2 separate regions of the Sus scrofa genome follow, and region 2 is linked to region 1. Evidence: chromatin contacts called from public HiChIP or PLAC-seq data. All regions are on one chromosome and are shown on one strand. The core of a region is the stretch at or near the end of the contact, and the rest is flanking DNA. Distances in the headings are between cores, read along the strand shown. Region 1 holds the start of GOLGA2 (golgin subfamily A member 2). Region 2 holds the start of LRRC8A (volume-regulated anion channel subunit LRRC8A).

Evidence for each region. HiChIP or PLAC-seq counts read pairs in DNA pulled down with a chosen protein or histone mark.
Region 2: a contact with region 1 is called in an H3K27ac HiChIP or PLAC-seq map of alveolar macrophages. The contact joins the promoter of LRRC8A here to the promoter of GOLGA2 in region 1. A contact is called at or near these places in 1 of 5 promoter capture datasets (fetal skeletal muscle) and 1 of 2 datasets of contacts at active chromatin or transcription factors (alveolar macrophages).

What each region holds. Positions count from the first base shown.
Region 1 is chr1:268,718,159-268,723,955 of Sscrofa11.1, reverse strand. It overlaps GOLGA2 (golgin subfamily A member 2), which reads left to right and starts at 2,782. Exons shown (of 26, transcript XM_021069501.1): 1 at 2,782-2,945; 2 at 5,700-5,797. SWI5 (a long non-coding RNA gene) reads right to left here and starts at 3,724. Exons shown (of 5, transcript XR_001306646.2): 1 at 3,422-3,724; 2 at 3,074-3,122; 3 at 952-1,073.
Region 2 is chr1:269,206,314-269,212,110 of Sscrofa11.1, reverse strand. It overlaps LRRC8A (volume-regulated anion channel subunit LRRC8A), which reads right to left and starts at 2,451. Exons shown (of 4, transcript XM_001928850.6): 1 at 2,338-2,451. KYAT1 (kynurenine--oxoglutarate transaminase 1) reads left to right here and starts at 2,558. Exons shown (of 13, transcript XR_002337758.1): 1 at 2,558-2,689.

The DNA of each region.
Region 1 (5,797 bases), core at 1,533-4,032:
TTTTCCTCTTTTTACAGCCGCACCCGAAGCATATGTTAGCTCCCAGGCTCAGGGGTGAATCAGAGCTGGCCGGCCAACACCACAGCCACAGCAATGCCAGATCCGAGCTGAGTCTGTGACCTTCTTGGCAGCTTGCTGCAACACCAGATCCTTAACCCAATGAACGAGGCCAGGGATCAGAACCCACATCCTCATGGAGACAACTTCAGGTTCTTAATCCACTGAGCCACAGTAGGAACTCCATGTAACAAGGCATCTATTTAACCCATGTTCACTAAGGGCCTACTGGGTGCTTGGCACTGGGAACACAGTGATGCCAAGACAGACCCTGCCCTCGGGAAGCTTAAGGTAGGGGAGGGGATCTGTCTACCCCCTCGCTCCTGGCAAATTCTTCCCATACCCTTAGGGAGGGGTCTGCAGCTACACTGGTGCTATGTAACCCAGGACACAAATTGGCACATGAGTGGCCAGTCAGATCCCCTCACATGTGAAATGCACGTTCAAAGGCTGCTCAGTCTATGCCATGTGGCTGCAGCACGGTGTGTGGGGAAACCCAGGAGTTGTGGAAGAGCCAGCTTCCCCTGGACACCTGCAGAGGGAGTATGGAGACCACGTGCAGACAGAGAACATGGGCCCCACAGAGACTGGGAGAACCACGGCTTTCCAGTTCCTAGTTCCTGGTCTTTTGAGCCTGACCACACATTACCTGAGACAGCAACTGTGACCTCCGGGCACCAGCGGCACAGTCCTGTTTTTATGCTGAGCTAGGTTTCAGTTACTGGGCACTAGTTAAAAGTTATCTTAGGAGTCCCCTGGTGGCTTAGTGGGTTAAGGACCTGGCATCATCACTGCTGTGGTGTGGGTCTGATCCCTGGCCTGGGAACTTCCGCATGCCTCGGGTGAGGCCAAAGTAGTTATCTTAAGCACACTGAGGACCCCAAGGAGACTTACTCAGATATGAATTGGGAGATCTCCTTGTCCAGCATGTCCCTCTTCTCCTTCAGCCTCTGAATGTCAAGGTGCAGAGAATCCTCACTGGCTGCATCAGCCTGGTCACACGTGGCAGATGGCCGCTGAGTGGCACAAAGAGTCATTAGCTGGACGGACCAACTATCCGCAATTCAGAACCTACAAGTTGTCCCCCAGTTGCCTGTCCCTGCTTCTGGTTGGTAACAGACACCCTCCACCCAAGAACAGGACTACATTTCCCAGCTTCCCTTGGAAATCGGATGGGATCCTACAGCTAAGTTCTGGCAAGTGGAACTTAATCAGATATGGTGTATGCCACGTCTGGGAATTGCCTTCCAAGGGAGAAGGCATGCTTTTCTGTGGTCTCCCTCCTTCCTGCCAGCTGGAGGGATGCTGGAGTTGAAAGGCGTCCTGGATTATAGAGGGGGCCTGATGATTGTTTAAGCCTTCATTACTTGGGGTTTTCTTTTACTCTCAGCCAAACTCATCTTTACCTGGTCCCCAGTCTGACCCGAGAATCCACTTCAGGTCCACCTCTTGGGTTCTCCTCTCAAATCTATGTTATCCCTGGGTTTATAGTCTCACTGGGTAGCAAAACCCTTCTGTTCATCTTTGTCCTTTCTGGCTCTAAAAGCTTCAAGGGCTGGTGCCTGATACTCGGCTAGTCTTCAGGAAATGGGTGTTGGAGCAACTCTAATACAAGAGACAGAGGCAGACGTGGTTCCCATATTTAGGATAGGGGCTTTTAACCAGTCAACGGACCATGAGTAAATACTAGCTGCCAGGCACAGGCAAAGGCTCCAGAGGTTTAGCAATGGATAAGACATCCAGGCTTGATCCCCTGCCCTCATAGACTGTAGAGCCTCGTCCCAGACATAAAACACCCAACAATTAGGCTCTTCTTCCAGAGAGTCCCATTTACAGCTCTCCTCACAGGTCCCACCTCATCAGAAAAGGCTTCCTGACCACCCCAGCTAAAATGGCCACTCCTCAGTCACTCACGAGCCCCTTGTCCTGATGTTTTCTTTCTTTCTTTCTTTTTTTTGGCTTTTGTTGTTTCAAGGCCGTACCCTCAGCATATGGAGGTTCCCAGCCTCAGGGTCTAATTGGAGCTATAGCTGCCTGCCTACACCACAGCCACAGCCATGCCAGATCTGAGCCACATCTGCGACCTACACCACAGCTCACAGCAACGCTGGATCCTTAACCCACTGAGCGAGGCCAGGGATCGAACCTGCAACCTCATGGTTCCCAGTCGGATTTGTTTCTGCCGCGCCACCACGGGAACTCCCTGTCCTGATGTTTTTAACATCAGTCACCACCCGACATGTTGTACATTTCAGGAATAATATTATGTTCATTGTCAGTCTTATACCCCGGGGCTGTAAACACCATGAGAGCAGGGACTTTGTTTTATTCACTGCTGATTGCCCTGTGTCTATAACAGTCTCTGGCGCATAGCAGGTATTATCTCAAATGAGTCCGTCAAACAGCCAATCAACTAACTGCCATCTGCAAAGTGCTTTGAAGTACAGGGAGCCAAGGGAGTGTCTCACAGAGCCACTGGCCTGAGCCAGAAAGTGGGGCTGAGATTTCTCTGAGGAAGCTCAGCTTTAAAGGATGCGTAGGTATCAGTTTGGCCAAAAGCTGGAAAAACAGTATCCCAGACAGGGGTCAGTGTATCCAAATGCCCAAGACAGGAGAGAGCACATGTGTTTGAGGGAATGAGAGTGGTTTCCAAGGGGGTGGAACGGGTGAGGGAGGGACAGTGGGAGGGAGGGACAGTGGTGTGGAAAGAAGGAAACCAACCAACCACTTGTGGCGCTGGCAGGAAGGAGGAGAGACGGAGCCCACTTGCAGAGCCTGGGGTACCACTGACGAACGCCAGGATGCTCTTTCTTTTTTGAAGCTTGGTGGGCAGGAGGAAAAGAAGGGGAAGGACTGCGAAATGACCTGGACTTTCTCCGCAGAATGAGGTCAGCTGAGGGAAGACCTCGAAGAGGGCAGCGGGTGGGTCAGCCGCTGCTGGGGACGGAGAGGGGGGCTGGGAGCCGAGGGAGCTAACCGGGTGGGAGGGCCGGAGAGGGGGCAGAGGCATACTCACAGGGGATCGGAAGGCCCCGCGGCAGCTTTTGGAAAGTCCTGGTTGAGTCCTGGAGAGGAATCCAAGGGAAAAAGTTGATTGGACCCAGAGTCCGCCTCGGCAGGAAAGCGGTACTCTGGGGGTGTGAGAGGAGGGACAGCCGTGCGGGAGGAGCGACCGCGACTGGATGCTCCCGGGATCAGGGTGGGGTTCCTCGAGGAGGGTATTCGGACAGGGGGTAGAGTGTGGAGGAGCGGATGGAGGCCTCTGGAGCTGATCTCAGGGAAAAGAAAGTTGGGGGCAAAGCTACGGGAGCGAGAGGGACTGGGAAGGGATGTGCTTTCCCCGTGCTGTCCGCTCCTCGCCCACCTCCTCAGCCCTGGGGTTCGGGGCCCCCGACTCGGGGGGGTCTGCAGTGCAGGAGGGTCCAGGGCGAGGGCGAAAAAGAGGCCTCTCAGCCCGCCAGCTATTCCGAATCCTGTGATGGAGACCAGGAGTCGTTATACAGCCAGCTGCGCGCGCACCCTGCGAGAGCAGGCCCCGCCCCTCCCCCCGCCGAGGTGGGCGGGGACCGCGGCTGCGCGCGCAGCCTGTATTATGACTCCACCCGTTCCACCTGGCTCGCGGCGGCCTAGCCACGCCCCCTTTTCCTTTCATCTTTCCAATCGGCCAATGGGATTGGAGAATCTAGGCCACGCCCACGCCGCTGCTGCCTAGAACCGCCCCGGTCCCTCCTTTTCTGGCTCAGTCGCACAGTGGCGCGGTGACTGCCGGAAGCAATTCCGCGGTGGTTGCCGGGATCGTGCTGATGTGGCCCCCCCTTCCCCCGCCCCGTCCCGGGATGTCGGAAGAAACCCGACAGAGCAAATTGGCTGCGGCCAAGAAAAAGGTAAAACACGCGGGGTCGCGGCTCCCTGACTCAGCCCGAGACCCCTTCGATGGCCGGGCCATGGCCAGAGTCTGTGCTGCCTCCAAGGCACACGGGGCGAGCCCCTCGGCGCCCCTTGGCGCCCCCCTCAAAAAGTCTTCTCAGCCAGTCCCGCCCCCTGGCAGCCCAGCCCCCGCCCTCACTCGTCACCCCCGGGTGACTTTGGGCTGGTGACCCCCGGGGCTTCCCGCTTCAGGTTCGGCCCTCGCCTCCCGCCGCCCAGAACCGGACCTCTTGGGCTCCCTGGGCTCCCTAGTCTCCCGGTCTCCAAGGACCTCGGTCCTGGCCTTGCGCTCCCCTCCCCCACCGCGGAGCGGCGACTCGGGCGTCGGGAGGGAGGAGTGGAATGTAGTTACGTCATAATCCCCCTCGGAACTGTCATTACCGCCCGGAGCCCGAGCCCCGGTGTTTGATACTACGACCCGGTCCCCTAGTGTTTTCCCACCCTTTCCGGTTTCTTTGGCCGCGGCACAGATTTCCAGCTTGATGGGAAGTCGGAACTATCGGACCTAGGTCCGACTTGGGTTTCAGGCCCCTTTACTCTAGACTGTACCCCATCCTTGGATGTTGATAGCGTAAAAGACCCCCGCTTTACACTTCACCAGTGATCTCAAAACATGGACATCATCTCTGGGTGGCAATGGGGAGAATGTGTTTTGTTTAGTTTGGTTTTCTCCCTGGTTTCCATCCAGAGAGACTTTCACATTTTTCACCTGAATTTTCTATCTCTAATTCCCTGTGAATCTGAGGCCAGAGTGCCCCTCATTCAGTGCTCTTTGGAGTGAGATCTGCTTATCCTCTGTGGAACAGATCCCCGGAAATTGAACTTCCCAGCTGGGGAATCTTTCCCAAATCATCATCTCAACATCCTAAGTGCCGCAGGATGAAATGTGGGACCGCAGCATCAATTTGGCTTGATTCTCTTGAGAGAGAAGCCTTTCGTATTAATGTAGTTAGGGATGACATTTGCATAGACTCATAAGGTTGTAATAGACTTCTCTCTGAGTTGTCCCCTTTCTGTTACATTTCCAGATTTACTAGGGGTGTTGCTTTCACTGTCTTCTGCCATTAGGATAATGGGTGTGAAAGTTTGATAAGAACTGGTGTGCAGCTCTAACAGGTGTAAGAAAGGACCCTGATGTCTGATTAAATGTTTACTTTTCCACCTCTGCCTCTGGCAGCTGTTGACAGATGTCATAACCCCAGAACTCAGTGTCTGAAGACTGAGTTTAAATTCCCTTATTACCCATTATTGCTTTTTTCCCCCTCCCTAGCCATGTTATCAGTCCCTTTCTTGAATCATGGACAATTATGACACCTGGTAGAGTTGCTGTAACATTAAATCTGATGGCATATGGAAGAGTATTTTGTAATCTTTTTAATTTTATTTTATTTTGGGGGGACCACACCCATGGCATATGGAAATTCCCAGGCTAGGGGTCGAATCAGAGCTGTAGCTGTCAACCTACGCCACAGCCACAGCAATGCCAGATCCGAGGTGCATCTGTGACCTACACCACAGCTTACAGCCATGCCGGATCCTTAACCCACTGAGCGAGGCCAGGGATCAAACCTGCATCCTTGTGGGTACTAGTCAGATTTGTTTCTGCTGAACCGTGATGGGGGACCTCTGTATTTTGTAAACTTTAAAGTAGGATGTGAAATGGGGGGGGCGCACTTATAGTTCTCATGAGTCTCACTGCTTTTCCCTTTTTGCAGTTAAGGGAATATCAGCAGAAGCACAGCCCTGGTGTTCCTGCAGGAGCTAAGAAAAAAAGAAAGATCAAGAATGGCAGTAGCCCTGAGACAACCACTTC
Region 2 (5,797 bases), core at 1,202-3,701, 490 kb before region 1:
TATCACAGCTACTTGATGGTGGACACTAGGCTGGGGGAAAGAGGCAGGAGACGGTCCCCAGCCTCACAGGGAGCCAGTCAACAACGGGGCAATACTGCACAGGGTGATGACAGCTAGGCAGTGAAGCGCCAGGGGCTATAGAGGAACAGAAGCCAGGGGAGCCGGCCTCCACCTCCACCCCCCTCAGCAAGGAGTGGGATCCCCCCCGCCCCCACAACCCGGAGGCTGAGAGGTCCTGTCACTTGTCCGGGACAGAGGCGGGCCCAGAACTCAGGCCTCTAGACTCCCTGGCAGAGGAGTCTCCTAACCCTTCCTCTTGCAGGAAACACTAGCTGACCTCCCCCTATGTATTCACCCCAGCTAAGTCCTCGTCCTCTGGCTGCCTCTGGAACATTGCTAGTGTTATGCCGGCCGCTGTATCAACGTTCTCCTGCCTGCCTCTCCTCCCAGACCGTGGCCAGTGACTCTGTTCTCCTAGTACCACTGCCGGCCCAGGCCAGGCCCTTACCAAAGGATGGCTGAGGGAATGAATGAATGAGTCAAGGGACAGAACGATGCTGTGCTGGGCTTTAGGGCCCCACCTCCAATCTAGCTGACGCCCCACGAGGTCTCAGACCATCAGCCTGGAAAAATCCATCACCTCCACTCTCGGGAGAGGGCGTCAGGAACCAGGCTGATTCTTTTCCTCCACCTCCTAGAGGCGAGGTCCAGACCAAGCCAGGCAGCAACCCAAGGTCCGGCCGAGTTCTGACCTGAGTCCTGACCTACAGGGGCAGTCCACCCCACGCCCCACCCCCACCCCAGTCCAGAAAGGCCACTGAAAGTGTGCAGAGGAAACGGCTTCCTAGTAGGTGTGTCCCGGGGATGGAGCATCTGGGGGAAGTCATGAACATTTCTCGGGCCCTTGCTCTGTGGCCCACAGCCCCTGGAAGGCGAGGGGCATTCAAGCTAACCCCAAAGAATGGCTAAAACTGGGAGACAGGGAGGCAGCGGTCAGTATTCCTACCCCAGCACCTCTCCAAAAGCCAGTCCTCTGGCACCAGTCAGCTGTCCTTCCCTCCCCTTGTGAGCCAGAAGAAAACGTGACCTTCATGGAAGCAATGCCAGTGTGACTGGGCCACAGGCACTGCCCAGTTCCTCTGAACAAACTCCCACTGCCCCGTCCCTCCACAGGAAGGATCACAGCATCGGACCTCCTCCTCCTGCCTCCAGTCTGTCTGTCTGCCAGACGGTCTGCTCAGAGGGCAGGATACAGTTTGGCAGGGGTAAAAAGCACTCGTAATGGAAAAGGTGGGAGAGGCCTTTGGGAGCTTTTCAGCTGTCCCAGCCTTCCTCTGTAGTTGAGATCCAAATTCCCCTTCCCTCATCAAGCTCTCTCCCTCTTCATCCTCAAAAGGTTCCTGGGGGGTAGGGAAGCCTCCATCAAGGAGGAGTGTGGTCACCAAGGGCTGCCCCCCTCTCCAGCCAAATCTCCAGCAGGAGGAGGTTGCCAGACACCCCCCAACCACCACTCCTTCTTCCCAAAAAAGGCAGCAGTTGCATCAGCTAAGAACCAGCTCAATCTTGGTTCACTCCAGTCCAGACCAGGGGAAAGAAGCAGTCTACAAAAGGAGCAGAATCATCATGAACCTCAAATGCCGGCAGCTCAGCTCCTTCACCTTGGGAGCCAACTTTGCTGGACCTCCAGCCTGGACCTCATCAGACCTGGCTCTCCCGCCCATCTGGATGCACAGGACATCTGTAGGGTCCAGAGCCTCGGACCCTGGACCAGGTTTCCCAGGAATCTCAGTCCAGAGAGCCCCCAAGAACCTAGCCAGGGATCTGCCCCAGATCAGGGCACAGTTCCCGCCGGATCAAGGAGAGGGAGGGGTCCAGGAAAGAGGGGGGTGTCAGAAGCCCAGGAGAAGGGGCTTTTTTGAAAACGAAAAAAAAAAAAAAAACTACCAAGAAGAGATCCCAGAGGTGGAACCTCTAGGAAGGGGGTATGTGTGTGTGGAGGGGTGAGGATCTGGGGGAACCCAGGGGATGACAAGGGGACCTGGGGGAGCCGAGGCGGAAACTCCCGGTATGTAGAGCGCAAGGAGGCACTGGGGTGCCTGGGAGGGGGCTCGCGCGCCGCGGCACCGCGGAGAGGGTGGGGGCCCCAGCGACCCCGGGGATGGGGAACCCGGAGGAAGGCCGAACTGAGCTGCGGCAGGAGGCCTCCAGGGAGCCGGCCCCGGCGGGCAGAACCCGACCTGTCCAGGGCGCCCGGGGCCGGACAGCTGGCCGGGGACGTATAGGAGTGGATTTCGAGAGGTGACAGCTCGTGCCCCCTTCCCCTCCCCACTCTCTTACCTGAGCCCGCCGCGCCCGGCCGCCCAGCCGGCAGCTCCGAGCCCCCGCCTCGCCGTCCCGCCGCCGGCTGCAGCGCCCCTCCGGCGCCTCCTTTTGTTTGTCCCTCACTGCACCACTCAGCCTCCTCCGCCCCGGAAGTGACGTCACCGTCGGGCGCGAACGCGGCGGCCAGGGTGTTGCCATCTTTTTGAGGGGCGCAGTCTCCAAGCCTTCACCTCCTCCTCCTCTCCCTGCTGGCGCCATGTTGCTTTGGGGCGGAAGTAGCGGAGCCGGGGTTCGGCCCCCTTAAAGGGACAGGGACTGCTGTAACCTTGCCGGCTTGGGGACGAAGGGTGAAGCGGCCGAGGCGGGGGTGAGTAGCTGCTGCCTGAGCGTTGCTGCCCCGAAGTCAGGTGGCGTGGCGGGAGGGCCTGGTAACTGGTTCCGAGCTCGATTGTGCCAGACCCCTCGCTTCGTTTGCGCTGAAAGGTTGACCCAGCCGGGAGCCGTTGCGCGCGCTTCTCGCTGACCCGCACTCGGACACAGGGACCTTCCGGGCTGATCCTCTCTGCACCCCCATCCCCCACTCCCCCACCCCCAGCAGTCGGTGGGGAAGAGAGAACCCAATGCAACTGGACGAAATCTGAGCAGAGCCGGGTCTGGAACGGGGTGCCGGACTCCAGCTCTATGGATCCCGAGCCCTCGGAGTATCCAGATTGATAATAGTAACGGCAACCACGTTAAGACAGAATCCGTACATTGAAAGACAGTGCCTCCACTAAAAAGAAAAATGTTCAATACGCACTAATATGGGACGACTTCCAAGATAACTTAGATGGGAAAAGGAAGGAGCGAAAAGAACAGCGTTAATCATACTACCGATTGTTTTGAAAGAACGTGTTGTGGGGAGGGGTACGGGTGTCTGCGGGTGTGTGAACCAGCCGCCTTGTCAAATAAATGCGAGAGAAGTTGTTCACTGGGGTGGCCTCGAACAGGAGAACCGGGATCCTGGGGATCTGGACATGGGGGAAGAATTTACTACCGAGTGCACAGGTTGGTTAAAAATAAAGTGGGAAGATGAGAATAATGACCGGTTCTGGTTTATCTAGGGCTGACAGGTGCGTGCTTTCAGCTCTCCTGCTGGAAGGTCTTGTATTTCCCCATTACGGGAGGAACCAGGCTGAGAAATTAGGGACCTTAGTAATGTCGCATAGCCAGGAAATGAAAAAGCTGGAATTTGAGCCCTGGAGGAGTTTACACTAATGCCATCATTCTTGCTTATCCCCCTCTTGAGAAGCCTTTTTGTTTGTTTGTTTGTTTTTGTTTTGTTATCAACCACACAATTCACTTGGAACCTGACACACAGCAGAATCCAGTAACTGTTTATTGGCTGGAATGGTCAGGAGACAACCATAGTGTAGAATGAAGAGAAGCGCGCTTTGGAGCCCAGAACCCAATCTGGAGCCCAAGACTTGCTTCTTCCAGCCTTGAGACTCTGGACCAGGCACATACCTCCCAGAGCCTCCATGTCCCCTCCTGTAGAACTAACTACAATGACTGACGCTGAGTGCTCCCACCTGGCCTGCTTTACATGCCAATTAGCCCCATTTTACAGATCAGTAAGTGCAGAGAAGTGAAGAAAGTTGCCCACCACAACATTGTAAATCAACTATACTTCAATTTTTTTTAAAGTTGCCCAGGAGCTCTCTGGTGACACAGCAGGTTAAGGATCTGGTGTTATCATTCCTGTGGCTCTGGTTACTGCTGTGGCTTGGGTTTGATCCCTGGCCTGGGAACTTCTTTTTTTGCGGGGAGGGGGGAGCACTCTTGCAGCATATGGAGGTTCCCAGGCTAGGGGTTGAATCAGAGCTGCAGCTGCCAGCCTAACCACAGCCACAGCCATGCCAGATCCCAGCCACCTCTGCAACTTACGCCACAACTCACGGCCATGCCGGATCCTTAACCCACAGAGAGAGGCCAGCGATGGAACCCACCTCCTCATGGATACTAGTCACATTTTAACCCTCTGAGCCACAGCAGGAACTCCCTGGCCTGGGTACTTCTGCATGCTGGGTACTTCTGCATGTTATAAATAAATAACAGAGAGTTAGCAATGAGAAATCTTTCCCTCTGATGTCCCCCTCCCATTCCTTTGGCCCCTAGAGTGGCATCCAGCTTGCTGACGCAGACACTCTGCCCATGGAGCAAAGGTGTCAATATGGCAAAGTCCCAGGGTTATCAGATTGCCTGTGTGCTGGGACATCTAGCTGAGTGTGATCCCCCCATTTCTGTAGCCAGGAGGCCAAAGTCACTCCTGACCTAACAGACGTGGGGCCACATCCCACTCCCAGATGGCACTGCCAGCTTCCTGAAATATTTCCCAAATGCTCATCTCACTCCCTCATTCTTGTACCAGAGAGTGGTACAAGCTTTGGCTTCACAGCTGGGGGCCCTTCTCTGCTTTCCTAGGCCTTGGATTTTGGGGTAAGTCCTTTCCCCATCTGAGACTCAGTTCCTCCATCTGTAAAACTGACAGGACTCTCTCTCATCCTGGCATGAAACCTAGATGCATTCATTACTTTTTTCTGCCATGTGTAAAACTGCCCTACAGAGTGAGATTTTGATTTTGGAGCTTGATCCCATGCCAGGAGGAGGAAGGAGTGGGCTGCCTACTGGAATCTCATTTGAGATCCCTACCCACCAAACCTGTGCCCTGGGCTCCAGAAGCCATTTCTCCTTTGCCAGTTTGAAAGCCAAGAGGAACTATGTGTAAGTCAGTGAACTTGTTATAGTTCCTCAGACAGGCTGTCACCTCCCTTAGGGGAGAACCATTGACTGGACAAGTGTTGGGGCTTTTTGCCCAAGCTCTCAGCATGTGAAAGTTCCTGGTCCAGGGATCGAACCCACGCCACAGCAACAACCCAAGCCACTGCAGTGACAACACCAGATCCTTAACCCTCTGAGCCACAAGACAACTTCCAGATTTGACAAGTTTTCACCAGACACTTGTCCTACAGGGAGTCTGTGTTTTTAGATCCCAAAGAAACAGACAAAAAAATCAGGATTCATTATCTGCGAGAGATTTTTTTGTTCTGTTTGGTTAACTGATTTTTATGGAAAGCTTTAGAGGTTTCCATGTTAATAGCTTATTGTCACTGAAAGATTAAGTGGGCCAGGATCTGTGCTAAATGCTTTTGGGGGGGTGATTGCATTATTATTGTCCCCATTGTACAGATGAGAAAGCTGAGCCTGGTATGACACAACCAAGGTCCTGTCGCTAGTTCAGAGTGGAACTGGGACGTTTTATCTAAGTTATAAATCCAGGCTTTCATCATCTGTGGCTGCTGGCGTAACAGACTGGTCTTACCTGGTCCGCCCTCCCTAGGCTCCTATTCTAAAAGTGCCATGGATTGTGTTTTCTCAGTAAGTGGGGGGGGGCACCTACAGCATCTTTCCAGCACCATATAGACCTGCCCAGTAA